Regions from separate parts of the Mus musculus genome. Here regions 2 and 3 are each linked to region 1. Evidence: chromatin contacts called from public HiChIP or PLAC-seq data. All regions are on one chromosome and are shown on one strand. The core of a region is the stretch at or near the end of the contact, and the rest is flanking DNA. Distances in the headings are between cores, read along the strand shown.

Region 1 (3,931 bases), core at 670-3,169:
ATTTAGCCTCAGGAAGGATGACAGCCCCTGTGTTGAGTTTCCTTAGCATGGATCGCTGACTTGCAGGGGTGTGGTGAGAGGAGGAATGTGCGGCAGCAGGTCCTCACCCATGTTTTCAGGTCCCACGGGCAGGAGAGTGTATGACAATGGACATGCAGGACCAGCCATGGGGACAGGAAGAAGGCAGTAGCCTCCCAGGGCATGCACCCATCTCAGAGCAGGTAACAAGCAGGAAACAAACTGGCACTCTAACTCGAGGACAAGCAGTACCCAAGGTGATCGTGGCGTAAAGGACTCCTTCAGGCAACCGTGTCCATCTGGGGACTCCAGTGGGAAGATATGCTCCATAATGACCTGTGTGGTTGAAGCTCAAAGGTATGGGCAGAGGAGGGGGAGAGGGGAGGGAAGAGGGAGGGAGGGAAAGTGGGAGAGAGGGGGAAGGGAGGAGAGGAGGGAAGGGGAGGATGAAGAGAGAGAGGCATAGTCTACACAAAGACTCAGATGTGATATGTGGCTGCCTACCGCTAGGAGCAGTGGTTCTCAACCTGTGGGTCGTGACCCCTTTGGGGATTGAATGACCTTTTCACAGGGGTCACCTAAGAGCACCAGTAAACATAGGTATTTACATTATGATTCATAACTGTAGCAAAATTATATATATTTAGTAGCAACGAGAATAATTTTATGGTTGGGGGGTCACCATAAATGACAAACTACATTAAATGGCTGCAGCATTGGGAAGGTTGAGAACTGCTGCACCCGAAGCTACTGCTGTCTCCTCCGAGGCGTGGACTTCTCAGGAGAGGCCAAGGATGTCATTCATGAGATCTGTTCACATGACCACTAGAGGTGACCGCCAGTCTTCACCAGAGGGGTGTGGACAGAATGACTTGCATCATGTCTGGGCAGTGCCTTTAAGAAACAGGCAGGCAGCCGGGCGGTGGTGGCACATGCCTTTAATCCCACCCAGCACTTGGGAGGCAGAGGCAGGCAGATTTCTGAGTTCGAGGCCAGCCTGGTCTACAAAGTGAGTTCCAGGACAGCTGGGGCTAGACAGAGAAACCCTGTCTCGAAAAACCAAAAAAAAAAAAAAAAAAAAAAAGAAAGAAAGAAAAGAAACGGGCAGGCATTTTTTAGTCCCTCTTTGCCCTGGAGGGTGGCTGAGCCAAAGATTAGAGGCGCCCAAGTATTCATTACACAGGATCAGAAATGCCACGCTGCTCAGAGTAGAAACCAATGCCTGAGAGCTATGTGTTACAGCAAATGGTCTTTTCCCCCAGCATCAGGACGAAGACATCTTGGGCAAACAGAGAGACGGTAATGTCTCAAGCATGAACGTGCAGCGTGCTCAGTTAGAGAGAGGACCCTGCTCTGTGGACAGTGCTGGGACATTACTGCTGAAGCAGGACAGAGTCCCAGCAGCTGGCCTTACCTACAAAGCTAGCACAATCTTGTTAGCTACCCAGCTGGAGCAACCCCTATACCTATTCACCCTTCCTTTTGCTAAGACCAGGTCACCCTGCTCAAGCAGGTGTGGGGACAGCAGACAGGAAGTGAGGGCTATTTGGCTGGCCACACAGGTAAAGGTCACAAGGATGTCCAACTTCCCAAGTTGTCCCTAGACCTCATGATGGCAGGAGAGATGGGCAGCCTTCCCACTCCCTACTTCTCTGGCCCACTCCCTGGGGTGAGTCAGAACTGACACAGTGGGAAGCCCCTGGCCAGGCAGTAAGCACGGGCAAGCAGCAAACAGCAAGGGGCTGGGTGTTTCTGACCACTTGTTTGTGTGGAGTTGAAAAGTCTGCCCCTGTGTGTTTGGGAGACAGGTCCTGGCTGGCAGGGGCCACACCCAGGAGAGGAGATACACAGAGGTGCTCACTAGTGAGTCACTGTTTCTGCCTCCAGGATACACCCAGACAGCATCGCCACGCCCTTGGTTGGCTTGGGTCTGAAATCACAGCCTGGCTGTGACTCCCCAGCACCTCACTGGCTCCGTGGGCTAAGGTGAAGCTCATCTGCCCACAGTGCCAACCGCTTATAATACCCTGGGCCCCCGACAAGCCCTCGCCTCCCACGCGGTTCCTGGGACTGGAGTGCCATAGGTTAAAAAGGAAGAGAAAAACCCAAGTCACAGCTCCAGGTCCCAACTCACTCTAGTCCCTCTTGTTGAAGAAGTGTACAAGGCTCACCCGCTTCAGCCAAGTTCGTCCCCACCACCGGGCACCCACCCTCACCTTCGACATTTGCCAAGTGCTGTGTGACGACTACGGAGCAGTCTCACAAAGGAGAGGCTGAGGAGATGCTAATCTTGATGGTGCTGCCCTGGAGGGACATTGATCGACGACTTGTCCCCGGTGTGGTGTTACTGAGAGACACTCTGGACCATTGAGAGTTTTGGGGGGACTGGAGAGATGGCTTGGTGGCTAACTGCACTTGCTGATTTTACAGAGGACACAGGTTTGATTCTGATCACCCACAGGCTGGTCACAGCTACCTGTAACTCTAATTCCAGGGGACTCTGGCGCCCTCTTCTGGCTTCCTTGGCTACGAGGCACAAACATGTACAGGCAAAACACTCAGACAGATAAAAATAAACAGGTTCCTTACTTTAAAAAAAGCTCAGATAAAACAGTGAGGCCTTGTCAGAGGCCGTTGGTACTGGGGTGTCCTCAAAAGGGACCAAAGGATCGCTCCCAACCCTGCTTTTGCTTGTTGGCTTTGAGGTGATCACGTTGCACGTGGCCTCTTACAGTCCCAATGCAGCCTAGAACAATGTGCCTGCCCAGTCTTGAACTAGAGGCCCTAAACTTGTGGCCCTAAAGTTCCTTTTCACCTCAGAAGTTATTTATCCCAGGTACCTCATGATAGTGACAAAAGGCCAGCTTCTGTAAGCTGAGGACCTTGGCCAAGAAGACTGGGATCCTGGCATTCAGCTCAGGGCGGATAGCCCATTCGCAATATGTCCAAAACCTAAGCCAGGCCAGTCATGAGCTGCCCTGCAAAGAAAGGCTTACAGTCCCATTCCAGGAAAAACCAAAGTCCTCAGTGTGTTCTCTCTGCAGCCCTTCTGTACGCTCCACTCCGCTCGCCTCTGAACTCACCCGGCCCTGCCCTGCCACAGCGGACTCTTCTCTGACTAAAGAACCCTTCTGCTCTCTGCCCAGAATTCTGCTCCTGCAGTTACCTGCCCGATCTTTTTCCCATAGCTCCCTTCATCCTGAGGTCATAGTGTCGGTATTGGAATACCTGCTTTCCTGCAGTAAGCTGAGTCACTGTCCTGTTTTCTGCATTAATAGCCATCACCAAACATAATCTGATATGTTGTGGTCTGTGCTCCCTCCATTGGCTTCAAGTGTTCTCATCCTGCTGGTGGGAGCTTAGTAACTGAACCCAGAAAAAGAACGTGAATGCTTCCCCCCCCAAACTCAGCCTGACCTCCACATGTATTCCCGCAGGCCCCTTAACCCGCACACCTCTCCTATGCCACCTCTTTGTGTTCAGTGCTGCAACAGCCAGTGCAAGAGGCTGGAACCCCGTGGATACAGGAAGCTGTTCCGGTGGCCATGCCCTGCCCTTCCTCACCGGCAGGCAAGGTCTGCACACTTCACGCTGACCAAAGGATGAATGCTTTGCATGGCCGGTTCTCAGTGAGGTCATTTCCTGTGTCTTGTCACTCACTGCGCCTGCCTCTGCTTAAGAGCCCGAGGTGAGCTGTCACCAGATCACGAGTCAGCAGCAGCCTGTGGGCTATAGCAGTTAGACCCTCTGGGCCAGCCCCTCGGACATACCATTGATGGATCTGTCAAATGGCTCAGCCTCTTCATAGTAGCCCTCAGGGGACTCGATCTTTGGAACGGTGGGCTGTTTCCTCTCTGGAATCTGTAGCACAAACAAAGCCAACAGCTTCAGATGGAGCATACTGGGAGCAACT
Region 2 (3,931 bases), core at 522-3,021, 160 kb after region 1:
TGGCCAGCCTACAACTCATTTTGTGGACCAGACTATCCTCAAACTTACAGAAATCCACCTGTCTCTGCTTCCTGAGTTCTGGGATTAAAGGCATGTACCACGGCATGCTATTAACTCATGGTGGTTACTTTTATTGTTAACAATAGTCTTTGCACTTGTTCTGTGGTGGAAAGTTCTAGAAAGCATGTTCATATCTTATCTACCCAACACCTGTTCATACACCTACTATGAGTTAGAAGAAGTCTCCAAAGCTATAGAGCTAGTGTGCAATTTTAAGGATGGTGGTGGCGGTGGCGGTGGTGGTGGTGGCGGTGGTAGTGGTGGTGGTGGTGATGATGATGATAGCCTTCTATTCCCTCAAAGTCAGATAGATAGATAGATAGATAGATAGATAGATAGATAGATAGATAGATAGATAGATAGATGGGTGGGTGGGTGGGTGGGTGGGTGGGTGGGTGGGTGGGTGGGATGGATGGATGGATGGATGGATGGATGGATGGATGGATGGATAGATAGATAGATAGATAGATAGATAGATAGATAGATAGATAGATAGATAATAGATGGCTGTCTGGATGGACAGACAGGTAGATAGATAAATAGCACATACAAACACTGTTAGGTTGGATTGAGGACTAAGCCATTTTTATTCTGCTTAGCCTGCCCAAGAACACCTCAGGCTACTAAAAGCTGTCTGTCCCATGATGCTAAAAGGTTGTAAAAGCATTCATTCCACCAAGCTCGCTAGGTTAGTGCATCTATAAAGGGAATGCTAACTATTTATTAATGTTATAAATTTGTCTCTGAACAATGTGACACAAAGAAACTAGGCCTCTAGTGCCCTGTTGGGCATTTTTCTTCTTCTAAACACTCAAACTCTAAGATTAATTTTATGTATCCATTTATGTTGACACAGGGTCTTGCTGTGTAGCCCTGGCTGACCTGGTACTTATTATGTGGACCAGGATGGCCTTGAACTCACAGAGCCCCCTGCCTGCCTCTGCTCCTGACTGCTGGGATTAAAGGCCTGTGTCACCAATGCTGAAATGAATTTAAAAGGTGTCTCTTCAGGGACTCGCACTGATGATAGCGAGCTTTGGAATCCAAGGGGGTGTTGCTGTGTACACTGAGCAGGAGGCTACGGCGGTTCCTGGGACTCTGCTTTTGGTAAATGTTAGTGTGGTTCCAGGAAAGGAGCCACGAAACCTAGGCCCCTTTCCTAACTCAGTCGCTACCCTACATTCAAGGTCAAAGGTTTCATGGCCTTTATTATTATTATTTTTTAACAGCAGAAGACATTTACTTTTAAGCTCAGCATTTTGAAATCTAAGCCAAATTGGTTCATATCTTTGTGTCTTGTGCAAGTGCAAAAACTAAAGGTTTCTGGTTACTTATGATCTCATTTCTGGTTCCCTTTCCAGCACAAGAACCGTGAGTAGTCAGACTGTGGAGTCCCAGCAACCTGAGGGTCCTCTTGGAATCAAGGTTTCTCTCCTGGTTAAAGAGAAACAATTGCTGGACGGAGCCCAGGAGCCATGTGCTACAATTGTTGCATTTGGTTAAAAGAGGCTTCCGGCAGGTGTAGGACAGACAGAGGAACAAGTCTCCTTTATTTAATCTCAGCGATAGCTTTTTAAACGGTGGCACACCTTTGAAGGTGGACTTTTAAGATTTTTAAATATTTAAACTTGTCACACAATGTACAGCCAATAGGTGGCCCTGTAATGACTGGGTGTGGACCTGTTTGTCAACTGCTTTTCTTTGCCAAGCTGCTATCTCGAAAGTACATTCCAATTCTGTGACATCCATGTTGCAAACAGTCTCCCGGGAATCACAAGCGTCTCCGACCACCCTGGTCTTTTTCCTCTCTGCCTCTCTACTCTACCCAGCCTGGAGGGCTTCATAACAACCACACTCTCCATAGAACAGCCTGGCTGAGGAGCTGTGTGACACCTTCCAAGTTATTTCCATTAAAACCATTCCACTGAGCTCTTCAGAGTGGAGGACAGATGGTTCGGTTCTTGGCTGCCTACCGAATACTATCAGACTAAAAATATTTTGTCTTCGTCCCCAGGGTTGGAGGAGCCTTCAGGGCGGGAACCAAGACTGGAGAGTCAGAAAAACACAGCTTGCTTTTAAAAACATCCTCCCCTGATATCCTCTCCCACTGCGACCAGACTTTCATCCCTGTTCACAAACAACTTGCTGCACGCACTCTGCAGATCCCACAGTTCTCTGGGAGCGGGAGGGAGCTCCTAGCAGCCACTGGCTCTCAGTTCCAATTGTTAGGAGGAAGAAATAACTGGGGGTGGGGGGGGGGGGGTTAAGCAAGTTGAAGAAGGAAGGGGCGTGGATGATCGGAGTCAGGATCCTTGGAGCTTCTTGGTGATGCCCCAAGGAGCAGTAAAGCTAAGCAAGGTTCACCTTTGGATGACAATGGACAATGGAGGAAACAGACTCAATTCACATTCCAGACTTCTACAATGCTGGGTGGGGTCGGTCCAGCTTCAAGTCCTCTGGATTCCTCTGGAAGAGCAGGACTTGGGGATGAGGCCAGGAGCAGCTACACAAGTGGCTATCCCGACCCTCCACCTGCTACAACAGACCCAGGAGACAAGGGGACATTCCAGAGGTGAAACAGTGGCCTACCGGATCCTGACACCCAGAGACAGCTCAAGCCACATCATGGCCCAGTGCGTTGGGAGCTCTGGCTTCCATTGTGTGTAGTGATGTAGCACTATAAACTTTCACCCTGGGGTGAGAGAGGCCTGCACTGTGCCCACAGGCACGAGACCATCTGACTTCTGAAGTAAATACATCTTACCGTAAAGTGACAGGCACACAGTCAATGCCCGGTATTGTCCCATGACACAAAGACGGTGAAAGCCCAGAGAAGGAGTTACCCTACAGGAAGTGCAGGTGAGGCCTTGGGACGATGCTCCTTCCCTGATGCTCAGCAGCCTGGATGCAGAAGCCCCTAACAGATGACAGTTGGTGGCTCAGTGGTTAAGAGCACTGGCTGCTCTTCCCAAGCACCTGGGTTCGATTCCCAGCAACCACATGGTGCCTCACCATGCACACCAACTCCACTGCACCCCACTATGCTAAAATGTTTGTTCCCACATGTGAGAAGAACATGTCACTAATACAACCTGTTGCAGGGGATGGCCATGATAGTAAAGAGAGCACAGTATCTAAGAGGCCTAGGTCAACGATGTGTGAGCCTTTTCTTAGGCTTGTTTGTAGCATTTGACAGTTGAACTTGAGGCCCCAAGAAAAGTTCTATGTCTGTGAGAAACAATAAAGCGAATAAATGGTATGATTTGATGTCTATGCTTACAGTCAATGTAAATTAAATGAAGATACACTATGGGCAGAGTGGGTTTACACTATCCCTGAGCCAGCGGCTGCATCACGTAATTGAAAATCCCACAGACCACACACACCTACGGCAGTAGCAACCGCTGGTATTTAGACCTTTATCCTTCAGCCTAAGTAGTATTTTCACATCTCTCCTTGCTGTGGTTTGAATAGAAATGGCCCCACAGGCCCGTGTGTTTAAAAGTTGGTCCCCACCAACTGCTGCTGCTACTGCTGTTTGGGAAGGTTTCAGAGCCTTTAAGGAGGCGGAGCCTGGATTGGGCTTTGAGTCACTTCCTGTTCTCTTTCTCTCTGTTTCCTGAGCGTAGATGAAATACGACCGACCAGTCAGCTTCCTACCCCTACCACTGTGCCTTCTTTGCCTTGTGCCTTGTCCACTATGTCCTTCTCCCCCTGAAGCCATAAGCCAGAATGAGCCCTTCTCACGGATGCTGCTTTTTGTTGGGCTATTTTAAAAAAATATTTATTTAGTTATTTATTCTTTGTATGTGAGTACACTGTCACTCTCACCAGAAGAGAGCATCAGATCTCATGACAGATGGTTGTGAGC
Region 3 (3,931 bases), core at 783-3,282, 140 kb after region 1:
GTGGCTGCCATGAAACATGAGAGAAAGGAAGAATGAATTTTAAAATAGCCTCATTCAGAAATACTATGAAGAATACATAAAAGGACTGAAGGAAAATGGTAACTAGCATTAAGTAAATAGCAACTGACGGACATGTGTGCAGCTTCAGGGGTCAATCTGGGGCCCTATGAAGTGAATATCAACTGGTCTCCAAATCACAGCATATTTATCTACTATATTCTTATCTATATCCTGACCCCCTCACTGAGTCCTTTGCAATTATTTTGACACTGTTGTGCTTATGGCACAAGGACAAGATGCCCCAGGAGGGACCCAAAGACCATCATTACAAACGCCCTGTGAGTGAGTTCTTAAATATCAAGAACATGGCTCACTCTGGCATTGCTCAGAGTCTTCAAACATTTTCATTTTGCTATGGAAACTGCTCTAATTTGACATGTGATTAAAAGGCCAGGAAATCTTGGCTCAAGAAGTGTGCGTAGACACACCCTTCAGGCACTCCAGATTAATTCCTCTGTTGAAAATGTACCCCACTCTAAGCCTCACCAGCATCAGCCTATACCCCAACTCTGGGCCGGAGCCACTTCCCTCAGGTGAGGCCAGCCCCTTCCTATGGATGATGGTGACTTCGAGCCAGCCTGCCTCCCAGGGAGGGCATCACGGAGAGAAAAGCACTGCAATTTTCTGCAAAGCTTACGGAAGGGACAAAACAAAGGAAGACCATTCCTCTTGGCCAGAGCCAGTGAAATCTTTTATTCATTTTTTTCCATAAGCTTCCCTAGAGAGTTCCGTGGAGATGTGTTCAAGGGTTTGCTTTGTTTTCTGATCATTTTAGGGAGAGGCTCTGCAAACTGCAGCTATCCTTACAGAGAAAATATGCCTGGCCCATTCCGTCTGGCCTCATTAACATTCCTCTCCATTCCGCACAAAGACTTCATCAGGGATGAAGTTTTTTGAAAAAGGGGGGGTGGGGGATGCGGGATTCTTTCGAAAACAAAAGCCACCCTGTAGAGGTGGGATGGATGGATGCCTGGCTCCTTGGGTGGTTTTTGGGCAGGAGCCCCAGTGCAGTTTTATATCCCTGGAACAAAGTGTCCACAGGCACCAGTGCCAACGCTCTGGGAAGGTAGCCTGTTGCTTGAATACCCGTGCTTCCTCCAAATTCCAAGCTCAGTCTACCTGGTGGATGAATGGACTTAGGGGGCCATTAGTTATTAGCTGTGTGTGCGTGTGTGTGTGCGTGTGTGTGTGTGTGTGTGTGTGTGTATACTGAAGCTGCATGTCAGAAGCAGGGAAAACCGTTCCGATATCGGCAGGCACATCCCTCTGCTTTCCCCTGGCCCTCAATTATTCCGAGATTTTCTCTTTCCTCTACGTAAAGCCTGCCGCTAATAACAAAATACAAAGTAAAGGCTCCCGTGCATGCATGTATGCCAGTGATGAGAGTCAAAAGGAGATAAGAAAACAGGGCCTACAAGTCCAGAGGGGGCAGCGAAGGGACCTGAAAAATCCACTAACTGTTCCTTTGATGGGCGCCGCCTAAGGGTAGGCCCAGGGGGTTCATGAGTCTTGAGTCCAGCTCAAAAATAAATCTAAACCATTCTTTCCTTGGGACAGCAAGAAGATTAAAGTCAGACTCCATTTTCCTTCCCCTGGGACTCTTAACAGAGGGGCTGGGATCAAGCCTGATTATCACTGTGAGGAAAAGTCAGCCCTGCGTGAAAATCTGGACCAAGGCCAGGCTCTAGGTTAGAGTCTGGGCTTTACAACTCCGGAAGTGGAACTCTGCCCTCTAGGACGGCTCTGAGGACTGACCAATCATAGAGCTGATGGCAGCATTATCCTTGCCATAAGCATAAGGTTTTATGCCTGAGTGACTTGTATCCTTTGGAGCTAGAGGCTGCTCTTTTGAATTTGGATTTCAGAAATGAGCAAAACACACCAGAGCTAAGCAATAGTTACAGAGTCTGGGGCAAAACAGTGCATGGTGGTTTAAGCCAAGAGGGTTACCATGGCTACTTGATGAATCATTTTCCCCTAGCTGTACGACTTTTGGGTACTTTCCTAAGTCACTGACTGCCAAGATAAGGCCAACAGAGTCCAACACAAGCTTAAGAACAACAATAGAACATATTTATGGTGGGAGGGAACCCTCTTAGTTGGCCATTTGGACTTTGGCCTCAGGTTTTCTATAAAGGAAAAAAAAAAAAAAAAAAAAAAAAAAAAAAAGAGCCCATGAGAAGCACTTCCCCAAAGCCCAGGAACTAGTGAGCACACAGTGGTGACCTCCAGAGCATCCCATTCTGACCCCTTCCTTACCCGCAGCTTCTCCTCTGTCTTAGTGGACTGCTTACAGTCGGGATGCCACACGGTAGAACCTGGAAAGACAGAATGAACTGTGGGAATAGAGGAAATGGAAAGAAGGCACAGTCCTGTTAAGCAGACTTTCCACAGACCCCTCCCTCCCCAGCACAGGGTCCCACATGTGACCTCTGACCGTGAAGTCAACTCTACCCTTTGAGTGAGTTCTGAACTTGCTGTACACAGGGCACAATGGAGGGCCACAGAATGGAGTCTGAGAGCAGCCTCACACAAGAGATGTTTCCCTTTTAATAGGGTTACATTGTCTTTCTTTTTAAAACATAAATCATTGTTCTTTAAAAAGTAACACCTGAGACCTGAGTCCTTACTACTGGTTCTACTTGATCTTAGAATTAAAGCCATGTTTACATAAGTAACCATCAAAACACCCAAGCCACTTAATGAAGAGAAGTAGAGTCAAACTCAATGGCCCAGGTCCAGGTGTAAAACCTACTGAAGCTTTCATTTTTTTTTTTTTTTTAGGATTATTTATTTTATTTTATATATGTGAGTACACTGTCGCTGTCTTCAGACACACCAGAAGAGGGCATCCGATTCTTTTGCAGATGATTGTAAGCCACTATGTGGTTGCTAGGAATCGAACTTGGGACCTCTGGAAGAGCAAATAGTGCTCTTAACCACTGAGGCGCCTCTCACCCCTCATTCTTCTATTTCTATAGTTGCCCACACTTAGAGGAGAAATCAGATCAACTGGCAACGTTGTTAAACTTAGTTTATAAATCTTTCAACTTTTTAATTAAGTAACAGGAACAAAATCCTTTGGCTTCAATGAGTCAAGTAATGACCGAGGTGGATTTTCTGTTCCTGCTTCTAAGATCTCCCTTTCTCAGACTTCGAAGAACCTTCATGGGTGACACAGGTATCAAAGAATTAAAAAGCTGGAAGTCTCTCTTATGCTCTTACTCTCCTACTCTCACCCTCTCTGTCCCTTCTTCTCTTCCCTATTCCCCTCTCCCCTCTCTCTCTACATGTTCCTGGCTGGCCTCTCCTCTCCCCTCTCTACTCTGTCCACTCCCCTTCCCCCTCCCCCAACCTGTCCCCTGTCCCCTCTCCCTCTCTCTGCCTTTCTCTATCTCTACTCCATCCTCAATTCCCCTCCCCATGCCCTAAATAAACTCTGTTCCATTTTTTAAAAAAGCTTAAAGTCCTTATCTTGAAACTTCAGCCCCTGTGCTATGATTGTGTAAGACTGGATGCATACATAACAGGTATCATATACATGTACGACCACAGGAAAGGATGATATGTCAATTCTGTGTCCACACATGTATTTCTTCAGACATGGAGGGTCTGAAGAACACAGATCACTTGGAAAGACTCAAACTAGTGAAATTACTGGCTCGTTAGTGACTGGCACCTCAGAGTCTCAGAAGCCACACCAGTCTTTGTATCTGTACAGCATCTTCTCAACTTTGACTCCCAAGCAGCAACCTCTGTATACCAGAAGTCGCCAAATTAACTCATGAATAATATTTTCTGCTGAGCTAAAATACTATCAAAGACAAGGAAATATATTCTACAGCAGAATAATATTTCAATCTCTATCGAA

What was found. HiChIP or PLAC-seq counts read pairs in DNA pulled down with a chosen protein or histone mark.
Region 2: a FOXA1 HiChIP or PLAC-seq map of pancreatic cancer cells shows a contact between it and region 1. The contact joins two enhancer-like sites. A contact is called at or near these places in 1 of 115 datasets of contacts at active chromatin or transcription factors (pancreatic cancer cells) and 2 of 9 other capture datasets (adipose tissue and pancreatic islet).
Region 3: an HNF4G HiChIP or PLAC-seq map of pancreatic cancer cells shows a contact between it and region 1. The contact joins two enhancer-like sites. A contact is called at or near these places in 1 of 15 datasets of contacts at CTCF or cohesin (the NIH/3T3 cell line), 1 of 484 Hi-C or Micro-C datasets (embryonic stem cells), 1 of 115 datasets of contacts at active chromatin or transcription factors (pancreatic cancer cells) and 3 of 9 other capture datasets (adipose tissue, embryonic stem cells and pancreatic islet).

What each region holds. Positions count from the first base shown.
Region 1 is chr19:56,933,447-56,937,377 of GRCm38.p6, forward strand. It overlaps Afap1l2 (actin filament associated protein 1-like 2), which reads right to left. Exons shown (of 19, transcript NM_001177797.1): 5 at 3,789-3,879. Among named protein-coding and RNA genes, the nearest start is that of Gm38597, 42 kb to the right of the region's middle. Within about 2 kb of position 1,920, at least 55 of the 459 cell types and tissues checked have an H3K27ac peak or open chromatin away from gene starts, as enhancers often do. A contact at or near this core is called in pancreatic cancer cells, where this site is marked.
Region 2 is chr19:57,096,605-57,100,535 of GRCm38.p6, forward strand. The region is part of intron 6 of Ablim1 (actin-binding LIM protein 1); the gene reads right to left. Among named protein-coding and RNA genes, the nearest start is that of Afap1l2, 90 kb to the left of the region's middle. Within about 2 kb of position 1,772, at least 88 of the 459 cell types and tissues checked have an H3K27ac peak or open chromatin away from gene starts, as enhancers often do. A contact at or near this core is called in pancreatic cancer cells, where this site is marked.
Region 3 is chr19:57,077,494-57,081,424 of GRCm38.p6, forward strand. Ablim1 (actin-binding LIM protein 1) reads right to left here. Exons shown (of 26, transcript NM_178688.4): 8 at 2,320-2,378; 9 at 1-4. Among named protein-coding and RNA genes, the nearest start is that of Afap1l2, 71 kb to the left of the region's middle. Within about 2 kb of position 2,033, at least 140 of the 459 cell types and tissues checked have an H3K27ac peak or open chromatin away from gene starts, as enhancers often do. A contact at or near this core is called in pancreatic cancer cells, where this site is marked.